2 separate regions of the Sus scrofa genome follow, and region 1 is linked to region 2. Evidence: chromatin contacts called from public Hi-C data. All regions are on one chromosome and are shown on one strand. The core of a region is the stretch at or near the end of the contact, and the rest is flanking DNA. Distances in the headings are between cores, read along the strand shown.

Region 1 (6,789 bases), core at 3,430-5,929, 93 kb before region 2:
AATATATGTTTGTACTGATTTTTCCAGGATTATCTATAATTTTAGTTTTTTTAGTTTTTTTCAGAACAGTCTTTTCCCTATTAAAGAAATGTTAACCTACACAAAGCATCAGAGGTAGGGAGAAAAGCATTCATATTTTAAAATCTTTCAAAACAAACTCCGAAATCATAACATGTAGAGAGCTGCATCTTCCACCTACAAGTGGCTGTGAAGATTACCAGAACATGTATTTTAAAACTAGACCTGAAGACATTAGCTATTTTTGGATCAATAATTTTTCTTTTTCGGCCACCCCACAGCATATGGCGTTCCCAGGCCAGGGATCAGATCTAAGCTGCAATTGCAACATATTCCATATTGGCAGCAGTGCTGGGTCCTTTAATCCACTGTGCCAAGCTGGAGATTGAACTGCCAATCCTGTTGTACCACAGTGGGAACTCCAGGAATAATAATTTTTTTTCTACTGAAGAGGTCAAGCACATTCTAATACACATGAGGCTGACTTTCTCAACACTTAAACTACTACCTAATTTATAAACTTGGTGTTTTAGAGAACTGAGATCTATTTGAGGCATGTCTAACTACACATTAAGCTTATGATCTATACTCAAATTCATGGTGAAATGTTTTAATAATTGAATTTTTTCTGGTGAGTGACTAAAGAAGGTATTTCATAGGGATTATATAGGCTATAAAGAAGGCATATAAGTACTTTGTTAAAATTATTTATATTTAAGGAAAGAAAAATGATTACTTTAAATTTTAAAGAAAGTCACTGATAGCACTGAATATCCTTTTTATGAGATATGCATATCTCATGATGAACAGCTCATGAAAAAGAGCTCAAATTATAAAAAAGTCTATAGTAGAGAATCCTAGAACTTCCTCTTTTTGCTTTTCCTGGTTAAAACTTAACAGACATGAAAACAATAAACTTACCCTGACATGTTCTACTTCTCACCACTTGGTATCCCTGGGGGCACATACATGAGAATTTCCCAGGTTCATTGACACATTGATATTGACACAGGTAGCTTGAGGTTCTGCATTCATCAATGTCTATTGAACCAGATAAAAGCAAGGACACACAGTTGAAACTTACATGTCACTATTTTGGGTTTTTTTTTTTTAACGCTGAAAACTCTGAAACAGTAACTTATAAGAAGCTCAAGTACAAATTCTAACAATGTTGGCTCATTTTCCCTAGAACTTCATAGCACAAAGAGTTTTTCTTACCATCATTTTAACTCAATTATTGCTGACAGTTTGGTGAATCCTGGAACCTAACCATACTAGCTGAGCAGAAGAATGAATTGGCTTGTGGTTGATACTCTTCATGCTGGGCTTGGCAGACCCATCCATAATGCAGATTCATATCTGCCTTCTCAGAAATTGGGTAGCTCTGCTCCCAAGTTCATCCGAATTTTAAACTCCAAGTCCCATCCCTATGCTAGCTTCTAGAGGTGATGTCCTGGTAGCATCTGGCCTTCAGGGGAGGAATGCTTTGCGTTTCTTGATGGTTCTGGCCCTATAGTTTGCTTAGAATGCCAGAGGCAGCTGTCTGCAACCAGCTCCTTTTGGTTTTGAGCATAGTAGCATGACGTGAGGCCTGTCTGCATGGGATATGACCTTTGTGGTCCCATGCAAAGCTGGGAGGGTTTGCGAGGAAGTCAGGAGCATCAACTGTCAATGGCATCTCACTTGGGATGTCCTATGCCTTTTGATTTACACAGCAGAACGTGCAATAGACTTTGAAAGTCATTCCATTAAATGGCCCTCTTTTTGCTCATGTGGAAAGTGAAAAATAGGCACCTTAAGAAATGTGCCCCAATTACACAGTGTTAGGGATGACTAGGGGCTGGGGGTCTCTTGGTTTCTATCCTAATGAATATCAGCTATTTTTGAAGTTAAATGTGCACACAAGTCACCTGGAATTCTCATTAGATGCAGAATCTGACTCAGCAGGTCTGGGCTGGGGTCTGAGATTGTACAATTCTCACAGGCTCCCAGGAGGTGCCACTGCTGCTGGTTGTGTTGCATCACACTTGAGAAGCAAGGCACTAGAGCACCATTTCTAATAACTGGACCCAAGCTACATCTAATATATCAGTTATTTTGTTTCTTCTCCTTTCTCTTGATCCAATGTTACAAGTGAATTAAATTAACTGGATTTTAGAACAGAATTTCCATGACTAAAATTTGTCTTCATAAACAGGTACTTGCATGGATAAAGCAACAGCAATCACAGGAATTGGACTATAATGACAAATTATTTGGATAATATTTTACCTTCACAGTTGAGCCTATCACTGCTTAGCTCATATCCTTGATTGCACTGACAGATGAATGAACCGAGAATGTTGTAGCATTGCTGAGCACATTGATTGCTGGCATCACATTCATTTATGTCTGAAAGGCAAGGTTATACACATTTGTATATCTATGTCTTTAAACATAGCCTTGCACTTTTGTACCCATGTCATCCGATAATAAGTGAGTACTCCCCTAGCTGGATTCTTTGCCTTGCAGAAGCTCCCTGGAGAACGTCCATTCAGGTTTCATATTTGTTGGAACAACTTGAAACGTCTGTCATATACTTCTTTTAGAAATACCAGAATATTTCTTTTCTGGGAATGACAGTTTGTTGTTTGATGAATCTCTCCAAAAGAATTTAATGATTCTAATAAATATATATTCCAATATCTATTTTCTTTTATTGTTGTTCAAATGCAAAATGCCAAGTCTATAAATAACTGATATAAGACACATACTGATATGGTCTCTCAGCATGCTGTAGTGAAGATTTATCTGTGCTATTTATTACTTTTTAAATGAGTTCTGTTAAATTCCATTACAATTATAACATAAGCCTTTGAGACCCATACAGAGTTTTGCAATGCTCTAAGGCACTGAAAATATTGTGAAAAGGCATTTTTCCTGCACTAGATTCTTTCCACGTCATGCCAATCTGAAAACTGTCTGCCGTGACATTGCATTCTGAAAGGGTAGAAGAAGCCTGTGAAAATCAAATGCACCTTCAGTGGAAAGTTTATGTATCTGAACTTGCAGTAACACTTTTGGCACCTTCACCATTTGTATCACACACTGTTGACTAGCTGGTGTATGTATATCAGTTGATCTATAGTTAAAAATTTTTTTTTGATACACCACAGAAAAGACTAGAGTTAAAAAATTTTCTATTCACATCTTGATGTGTCTTAAGAAACAGATTGGTTATTATCTTTTCAGCTTTATGCAGGGAAATTGATGGAAACCAGTTTGCTCATGAAGAGAGAAAACTGAAAATACTGCAGTGGGACTTGGGAAGACAGAAATCAGTCAGGATGGCTGTTTCTAGAAGACTTACCTACACAGGTATAGTTGTTTGCTGCCAACTGAAACCCAGGGCTGCACTGGCAATAAAATGATCCTGGTGTGTTCACGCACCTTTGGTGGCAATATGGAGGGATGCTGCATTCATCTACATCTAGTTTATTAAGAACACACAAGAAGAGAACCAAATCATTGACTATCCAAATTATTGCCTATTACTGAGCTGTTTAATCTTAGGTTCTCAGCAGAGCATTATCTAGAAAACCTATCTAGAGACCTCATTTTAATCTGTGCTTTAAATATACTTTAGTTTGAGTTTCCACTGTGGCTCTGTGGTTAAGGATCTGATGTTGTCTCTGTGAGTATGAAAGTTCAATCACTGGCTTTGCTTAGTGGGTTAAGGATCCAGTGTTACCCTAAGCTGCAGCATCGGTCAAAAATGCGGCTTGGATCCATTGTTGCCACGGCTGTGGCGCAGGCCTGCAGCTGCAGCTCTGATTTGACCTCTGGCCCAGGAACTTCCATATGTGCAGGTATAGCTGTAAAAACAAAACAAAACCTTTGGTTTGCTTTCTGTAATTAGGTGAGGTGTTAAAAACAGACTTCATAAATCTGGCTGGGTGGGTTGAGATTTAAAGAGGGAGAAATAATTAAGACTATTTCACATATAGGTGAGAATGTCAGGTTGGGAATCTAAAAGCTTATTTATAATAACAGCAGTAAGAAAGAACTATGGAAGAATTGAGTGATGTAGTGTAAAACTAAGAAAAGGAGGTATGAGCTATCGCTCAGCTGGTGACCTTGGCAAAGTCACTTATATGTTTGGTATCTATTTTGTTTTTTTTTCTATAAGATGTGGACAGTACTGCTTGCTATGTGAATCTTATGAAGTTTCTGTGAGAATCAAATGAAAGAACACTGTGAATTGAAAGAGATGCTAAATGAGTTATCTCTTGAGAGGGCCCTTCTGACACAATGATGAAGTATTCCAGCCTGTGTCCTTCTTGTATAAATATTTCCAACTATAAAATGCTCAACTGAGAACTTGTAGAGTAGGATTAATATCTTAGAAGTGTAATAAAATTGCATTAATTCCTGATTCTACACTTTGAGACCACTCCAATATGTCATATTTAATTTAAAATAACAATTATGCACAATTGGTATAATGCTATGGAGGAACACTATCTTATGGTAAAAAATGAAAACAAAACAAAATTTTATACTAGATCTTCTAGTACTTTAATAACTAAAAGTGTGGGAAGCAGTGTGCTCAAGTGGCTCCAAGGTAACCTGAATCTGAATCTTCGTTCTGGCATTTACTATTTTGGTCTTAATCTCTCAGAGCTTCCATTTCCTCTTCTGTGAGTAATAACACAACAATGTGGTAGGATTGTTGGGAGGATTATATGATATGATGCAGGCAAACTTCCTTGCACAAAAAAAGGTAAAAAAAGGGAACTTTTATGAGTAAGCTGCAAAATATATTTGATTCACCTCAAATATTAAAATAATAATAATGTTCACATGGTTTCCTTCCTAATTTATTTATATGTCTGATTGAATGAATGTCACCTCAGGGAGGCCATCTCTGTCCCTCCATATAAAATATCTTCTTCTGCCCCACCTATCCCTTTATCCTGCTTTATATTTCTTTGTAGCCATCAGTACTCCCTGACATCATGTTATGTATTTATTTGGTTCTTGTCTGTCTCTCTTACTATAATGCATGGCAAATAAGACCTGTCTCCTCCTCTTGAGGTAGAGGTAGAGTATTTTTTTGTCTGTCCACTGCTGTGTGCTTAATACCTAGAATGGGGGTCTGGCATAGTAGATGCTCAATAAACATTAGTTGAATGAATAAAAGCTTCATACTAATTAAGAATAGTTTTAGCATAGTTGTTCCTAGTACTTAGTATTATAGCCAGATGCCATTATCAATAGCTAATTTATATAAATTGTACTTTCTAATAGCTCCATGAGGGCCATAATTCTGTAGGATCTATCTGTTTATCACGATGGCATAGCACCTAGAGCCTGGCACATAGTCAGCCCTCAATAAATATTTGATGAATAAATAATGTATGTCTTCTCAGTCAGTAAACATTCAGTGAACCATTGTTATTTTCTAGCATTGTGTTTGGCAATGTAGGTTTATAAGAATAATAATCATATGCATATTGTACCCCTGTCTTATATGGAAAATGGGCATGAGAACAAATTACTACATGAAATTATAAGATCAATATAGAAAAGCATACAAGGGAGAAAGGGAACACCATTCTACCCAAAGTGTGACCTACTGACTGCTGCTGGTCCATGGACTATTTGGACCAGTCTATAATGAATAAATACAGAAATTGAGAGCATGTGTTCAGGAATAGCAATTTATTGTTACTGTAAAATTTTATTGTACTTTACAGAAGTATTGATGGGTATAGATTGGAAGTTTACAAAAAGGATCCATCAGAGTTTGAGAATTACTGGCATAGAGGAGAGAGTGACTAATTATATTTGGGTATCATGGAAGACTTCCCTGAGTAGGTGACCTTGAGCTGGGATTTGAGAGTTGAATAAGAGTTTGTCAGGACTGCATGTCTCTGGTACCGAAAAAGCTAATTAGAGGAACTGAAGAGTGACACTGCGTGATGTCTTGGGGGGACTATAACTAGTATGACAAAGCTGGGGTGTAATTTTTTTTTTTTTGGCAGGAAAGGGGTGTTGGCAGAGCTGGGCAAGGATCAGATTGAGGAAGACCTTATATGCTCTGTAGAAGAATGTAGTGTTGGTTTTATGGGTGAGGGGAACAGAAAGGAAGCCATAAGATTAGAACAGCAAGATTAGATCTGAATTTAAGAACATCTCCTCCTACCATATCATAAAGAGCTCTAAGCATACGTTCCATGTGCTTTGATTCTTCCCATATTAGGCCATGTTAATTCTTTTTCTATACTTTTTATACCCTCAATTGTTTATCTCTTGAGTAATACAGTGGGCAAAACTTTGGTGCACATGGAGTTTTCCACACAATTTTCTTCTAAATCACGCCTTCAGTCATTGCAAACCTTGGTCCTTCCTCAGAGGCTTGGCACTAGCCTCAGCACCTAGACCCAGCCCTAAGGCAGGCAGAGCGGGGCCAGGACCCATGAGGAGCTCAATGTTGACACCCTGACATCGACAGCTCCCATCTCAAGCAAGAATTGATGCTGGATTGCCTGTCCCCACATCCTTATCCTCTGTTCCTAAGAGAAAATAAGGACTCTTCACTGATCTTATGGTAAGAGGTGGTATGTAAATCACTGGACAGAGGGAGTCAATTACAGAGTTTCACCCTAGCGCTGGGCCTCAAGATTGAGCCCAGAACACTTTAGTTTACCTCTTATTTGCCACTCAGCCTTCCCAAACTTGACTGTGACTGTGTTCTTCCAGTCATTCAAAAAACATGCATAGAATATC
Region 2 (6,388 bases), core at 1,581-4,080:
AATTAATACTTCCTTTCATCTTTTTTTTTAACATGTAGGGATTTATTGTTTATTTTTATAAGAATAGCTAGATGTAAATGTTAAATATATATACATATATAACATTATATATGCTATTATATGTATATCTATAGTACGTATTTGTCATCTACTTTTAAATTTAATATTATAATATAAGCATTTTCATGTTATTACCAATCCTTATAAATATCATAGTATTCTGTTGAGAAGTTAATTTTTCCTAAACTATTTTCCTATGTTTGACGTAGAAGTTGTTTCCATTTTTCTGTTATAAATGATAGTAAATATCTTTGTGCCTGAAGCTTTATTTTAGTCTTTTTTTTTAATGATACATTTCCCAGGATGGACTTATTGGAGCTAGGGTATAAACATTTTAAAAACTTTAATATATATTGTCAAGTTGCTTATAATAGAGTTCTACCAACTTGTATATCAGCAATCTATAAGAGTACTGATTTACCACAGCCCTGCTAAAATGTTTACTTAAAATTTCTGCTCTTTAAATACTTGACTTCTTTCCCTCCAAGAATACCAATGATTGTAAGTCTTAGTGAATAGACTTGCAATTCAGTTATTTTAGTGATACATGCTTTTAGGGACTGATAATAGAAAATAAGTTGATGACAAGGGTTTGCCTTTCACTTAACAAAAGCATGTTTACTTGGAAAGGAAAATCTTAGAAAGGGAAAGATCTGAAAAGAAAATTTGATATGGTTTTAGAAGCAATCTCTTTGAATCTGTGGGACAGTATTTTGGCTTGAATTTCTCTATAATTCCTCTGCAGAAAAGAAAATATTCTTAATTTCTTAATTTTAAGAAGAAAAACAATTCCAACAGAGAGGGGATAACTTTCTCTCTACAGATATGGGATTCACTTATCCTTACAGAAAACATTTTCCCAGAGGCATGTACAGATGAACATATTCCGATGTGCTTATCTGCTTGCAAATGAACTGCTTGCATGAGAGAAGCTTGCATTACTCTGCTTGCATGAGAGAAGCCTGCATTACGTAGGTATGTGTTGTTTGTGGTGTGGAGGGTAGGCTCAAAACATTAATTAAATTCTTCCTGCTAGTTTATACAGTACGTACTGTGAGTTTATAGAATTGATGTTTATGTGTTTGTAGAGTTTTTTCAAGGAGTCTGAGATCTGATATGTTACAGAAAATAATCCATGTCTCTTACCAAGTCTGATTTCCGGAATCATTTTCTCTAACTTCCTGGGGTTCTGGTTAGTGACACTTGAATAAAGTTCAGAGAAAATATAGGTGCTTGATAGCACGTAAGCATTATGTTCTGTACTCCCAAATTTTGGAAAACCGAAACCACTATTAATATGCTAAAAGCTAAATTTTGTAGAATGTTAAACATTCATGAAAGGAACGATGAAAGAAAGGGTAGGTTTCTTGCCAGCATTGCGGTCAGCAGCAGTACTCTGGCCTGATTACTTAAGCCGATGTTTTTCCTAAATCAGTCATGAATCAGTAATTATCAAGTTTTGCAATACTAGGCAATTCTCTTGAGAATAGCAAATGATTTGTAATGTTAAGTTATAGCTTTTTGTAAAAAAGAAGTATTTTGGCTCCTCTCGATGGGTTTCCCGGGGCACTGGGCAGAACCCTTCTTGATTTTATGGGACTTTGTGGAGACTTTGTAGGTTGAGCTTTCCTACATGACCAAATAGCACATATTTGCTTTCTTTCCCCACAAAAATAAGAATGCTGTTGGTGTGTGGTGAATTGGTTTCACTCCCATTCATTTGGCTTAACCATTTAAACCACAATTTAGTCCAAAAATGAAAAAAAAAAAAAAAAAGAAGAAGTCACAAATGAAAATTCAGGAATCATATTCAGGAATCCATTTCTTCCAGCACGTTTTGTGATGACCTGTTTGATAACTGTTTTCTTCTGCCATAAGATGTTCTCCTTTGTGCACTGAGATTCTAGATCTTAGAGTTGGAAGGGACTTAGTGAAAAGTTCTAAGCCCCCTACTTTCTGAAGCTCATAGGAGTTATACTGTCTCAGTTTCAGAACCCAGAATTGGTTAAATAAGGATCCAAATGTTCTTTCTCCTACTTGATGATACATTAGCCAACATGCCTGCCTGCATTGACTGAGTTACCTTATTTTAGATTCAGAAATCCTGTAGCTCAGCAGATTACACCCTTTGCAATTTGTTCTGATGTGCCATGTGACATCAGGATTTTAAACAGTTCACTCCTTGGTTGTCCAGGACCCTTAGGATGTTGCCTTTCTTTTACAATCAGCACCCTGGGACTACACGTTTACTCAAGAGGCCTGTATAACTTTGCTGTGTCCACTCTCTGCTTATTTCACTTTGGAGATGCTCTTTTCTTGGACAAATCTTTGACAATGTCTTTGCTTGGAGTGTCCCAAGAAATTTAATGTCTTACCATTGCAGGAGGGGCCCCTTACGTGGAGACTGGTAAAGCCCCTATCAGATGAGCCTTTCAAAATACTCCAGAATCCTACATATCTCTTCTTTAAGAGGCTACATTTTTATTCTTTAGCTGGTTTGTCTTGTGGTGCTCCTTGTCCAATAGCCATGATCCTCTTGGAGAGCTAATGCATTTTGACATTCTGAGACTCTCCCAGACACTCTGAGCCCATGAGTTTGATCAGACTTTTGATAGAAGTTATATATTCCCATTCTCTCTGTTTTCTTACCACCCATTCTGTCAGGGATTCTGGTACCTGAAGGAGTCTATCTCATGGCTAGTCTGCAGCATTGTGACAGGTCTACCCTGTGGGTTCCCAGATTCCTCTATTGTGCTATCAAAAGGGAGCTGCAGAAGTTCACACAATCACAGGATTGGAAGGGAGCCTACTGGTCATTGAATGCTTGAGTCACCCCTGCAAAATCACTGCCAAGTAATTATCTTGCCTGACGGGAAACTTATTACCTCCCAAGGCGGTTCATTCTAATTCAGCCTGTTCCCACTGGTGGGAAATTCTTTCTCATACCTATTCAGTGTTGATGTGTTTCCCGTATTGAATAAAACAGAATTCCTATTAATTAGCCCTCCCACCCCCCAGAGTCTTTCCAGTGTTGACTTAATGCCTTTGGGGAGGAAAACTTATTTGCATTTACAGAACTTGGTGGATGCTGCCCTGTGAAATTCAGAATGCAGCCTTACATCATCAACAGACCTGTAGTGGGCATTTAATATAAAACACTTGTCAAACTAAACTGAATTATTCTCTGAAGAAAGAAGAAATGACTAGAAATATAGTGCTTATAGCATGCGTCATTCTTTTGGCAGCTACTGCCCTGGGTCTTAGTTACTTTATATGCGTGAGTCTTGCCTATACAGCTAGTTGTTAAGCTCCTCAGGGTGTAGACTTGTCTAGTATCTGCATTTCCTAACAAGCTTTACTCATGACCTTGCATTTACAGGATCACTGGTGTTTTGCAAGAAAGTGAAAGCATAAGAATCGCTTCTTCTGTCACTGAATTGTTTTTGTTTTTTGCTCCAGATGATGAGTGGTGGCAGTGGTAGTGGGGGGTGTGTGTGTGTGCGCGCGCATGCGCGTGCTCACGTGTGCACATGCACACATGGGCGTTTGCATGAGCCAGGGCCAATTCTGTCTTATTGAAGGTTTTAGAACTAATCTCCCAAAAGAAACTAGTTTTCCCAGGCCAGACTGCAAAAACCTATCCCTTTTTGTGTGACAATGCTGCAGCATTGGCAGAGCCACATCAGGGGTTAAATTGACGCCTGGGTGTTGGTCTGGCAGCCTCACAATCACATACCAGGAACACCCTTTTCCACTCATCTGCCTGGTGCATACTTCCTCATTCTTCAGGCCTCAGCAGGAATGTGTCTTTTTGGAACCTTCCTGATCCACCCAGGCAGAGAGATCACCTCTTCTTTTTTATCCATGCTGTAAGGTGGACAGTCCTCTATTTTAATACATGCGATATTGCATATATATTATTTGCATCTGCCACTATCTCCTTTGTTATTCTGTGAGTTCCTGGAGGATAGAGACTGAGTCTAATTTCTCTTTGTTTCCCTTGTGCCAAAAACAATGACCAGCGCAAAGCAGGGAGATATTCAATGAATATTTTGGAAGGAATGACTATTAAAATAGATGAGTTGTTTGTGATGGCTTGGGAAACGCATTCCCAAGTGCTAGAGGACCTATTTACAAACAAACTTTTGGAACATAACAATTTTTTGTTTTGTAGACGGGGATTACTTGCACTGTTTTCTTTTTTATTCTTTTTTTTGGGGGGGGGTGTCTTTTTAGGGCCTCACCTGCAGCATATGAAGGTTCCCAGCCTGGGTGTTGAATCAGAGCTGTAGCTGCTAGCTACACCACAGCCACAGCAATGCAGGATCTGAGCCATGTCTGCAACCTACACCACAGCTCACGGCAATGCCTGATCCTTAACGCACTGAGCAAGGCCAGGGATCGAACCTGTGTCCTTGTGGATGCTAGTCAGATTCATTTCCATTGAGCCATGGCAGGAACTCCACTTGCACTGATTTGTATGCTCACAGGGCTCTGCTGAATGGTATCCTTTCAGTTAACCACAGTGAGGGGAGTAACCTTTGGATAAGCCATGAGCTGGAATAGAAACAAAGTGGGCCCCCCTCTGAAGATACAGACCCACCCACTGTAGATGTCCTGTGGAAAACAGAGTGGCAAGTAGGATATGATATCCACTGGGTATGGCAACCAAGAACACATCAGGCAAGCAGCTGGCTTTATGGAGTCTAAAGAAAGGAGAAGTCTACAAAGTGGTTGAATATACAGTTGACCCTTGAACAACATGGGTTTGAAGTGTGTAAGTCCATTTATTTGCAGATTTTTTTTCAGTACCAAATAGTACTGCAATGCTACATAATCCCAGGTTTGTCTGAATATGTGGATTCAGAGTTGGAGACACAGTGAGGGGCAGGGGAGGGGGTGACTATAAAGTTACATGTGAGTTTTGGACTGTGTGGAGGGTCAGTGCCCCTAACATTTCTGTATTGCTCAAACTTAAGGGAACACTGGGCTTTTATCATTCACTGGTTTTTAAAAATATTTATTGAATATTGCCATAGACTGAATAATTGTGTACCCCCAAATTAATACATTGGAACCTAATCCCAATGTGTCAGTATTTGGAGGTGCAGCCTTTGAGAGCTACTTAGGTCATGAGGGTGGGGCCTTCATGAATGGGATTAGTGTCCTTATAAGAGAGACCCTATGTGTGGACACAGTAAAAAGATAATCATCTGTGGACAAGGAAATGGATCTTCCCCAGACACTAAATCTGCCAGCACTTTGATCCTGGACTTCCCAGACTCCAGAACTATGGAAAATGAATTTCTGTTGTTTATGAACCACTTACAGGATTTTGTTATGGCAGCCTGAATGGACTAAGACAAATACCTATGTGAAAATATTCCCAGGAAGAGTTGAATTCTTGATCTGATTATCAGTAGGAAAAGAAGGAAAGGCCTAGTTACCAGCAATGGGGCATATAACCAGGGCTAGACTAAATACTGGGACATGATGTGAATTCTTTGCTATGGGGCTGGAGTGCCTTTCAATGCCTTCTGTTTCCACTCAGGATTTATCCTAGAGATAGGATCAGGCAGAGCTTCCAGGGTCAAACAAACTCAGCTGTGGTGAAAAGAAGGTCTGGGAACCGGGTATCAAGGAGGGCCTAACTAACATTTCTTGAGTGATGGAACTGCATCTAGCCTACAACTGTGCATGAACTCATTAAATATAGTTGATTGGCTTTACCAAATTGTGGCACTGAAGAGCAGAGAACAAGATATACTGATTTGTTGTTGTGTTGTTATTGCTTTTTTTTAGGACTGCACCAGTGGCATATGGAGGTTCCCAGGCTAGGGGTCTAATTGGAGCTACATCTGCCAACCTATACCACAGCTGCAGCAACGCCAGATCCAAGCCGAGTCTGTGACCTACACCACAGCTCACAGCAATGCTGGATCCTTAACCCACTGAGCAAAGCCAGAGATTGAACCCACAACCTCATGGTTCCTAGTCGGATTCGTTTCTGCTGTGCCACAATGGGAACTCCAGATATACTGATTTTAATAACATCTTGCACTTGAAAAACCCTCCATACTTACTGAAATATTTTCACATTTTGCTATTTCACCAAAATTCTCTGATATAGGCCAAAGTGGTATACCCATTTTTTAGATAAGTACATTAAAGCACTAACAATTTAAATGGATCATTTGGCTGCTGATTTTTTAGTAACAGAGACCAACTAGAACTATAAGCTCCTTATCACTAAGTCACTGCTCTTTCCCTTATCCCACTGCTTTGGCCATGTGACGCTGTGACAACTCTTGAAGCACCCTGTTCACTG

What was found. Hi-C and Micro-C count contacts between places; a contact is called where the count stands out from the background.
Region 1: a contact with region 2 is called in a Hi-C map of embryonic fibroblasts, with 2.1 times the contacts expected there. The contact joins two enhancer-like sites. A contact is called at or near these places in 5 of 47 Hi-C or Micro-C datasets (adipocytes, embryonic fibroblasts and fibroblasts).

What each region holds. Positions count from the first base shown.
Region 1 is chr3:85,456,346-85,463,134 of Sscrofa11.1, reverse strand. The region is part of intron 10 of CCDC85A (coiled-coil domain-containing protein 85A); the gene reads left to right. It overlaps EFEMP1 (EGF containing fibulin like extracellular matrix protein 1), which reads right to left. Exons shown (of 11, transcript NM_001244261.1): 6 at 3,368-3,487; 7 at 2,290-2,409; 8 at 940-1,059. Among named protein-coding and RNA genes, the nearest start is that of EFEMP1, 52 kb to the right of the region's middle. Within about 2 kb of position 4,679, at least 2 of the 83 cell types and tissues checked have an H3K27ac peak or open chromatin away from gene starts, as enhancers often do. A contact at or near this core is called in embryonic fibroblasts, where this site is marked.
Region 2 is chr3:85,362,208-85,368,595 of Sscrofa11.1, reverse strand. All of the region lies in intron 10 of CCDC85A (coiled-coil domain-containing protein 85A), which reads left to right. Among named protein-coding and RNA genes, the nearest start is that of MIR217-1, 24 kb to the right of the region's middle. Within about 2 kb of position 2,830, at least 9 of the 83 cell types and tissues checked have an H3K27ac peak or open chromatin away from gene starts, as enhancers often do. A contact at or near this core is called in embryonic fibroblasts, where this site is marked.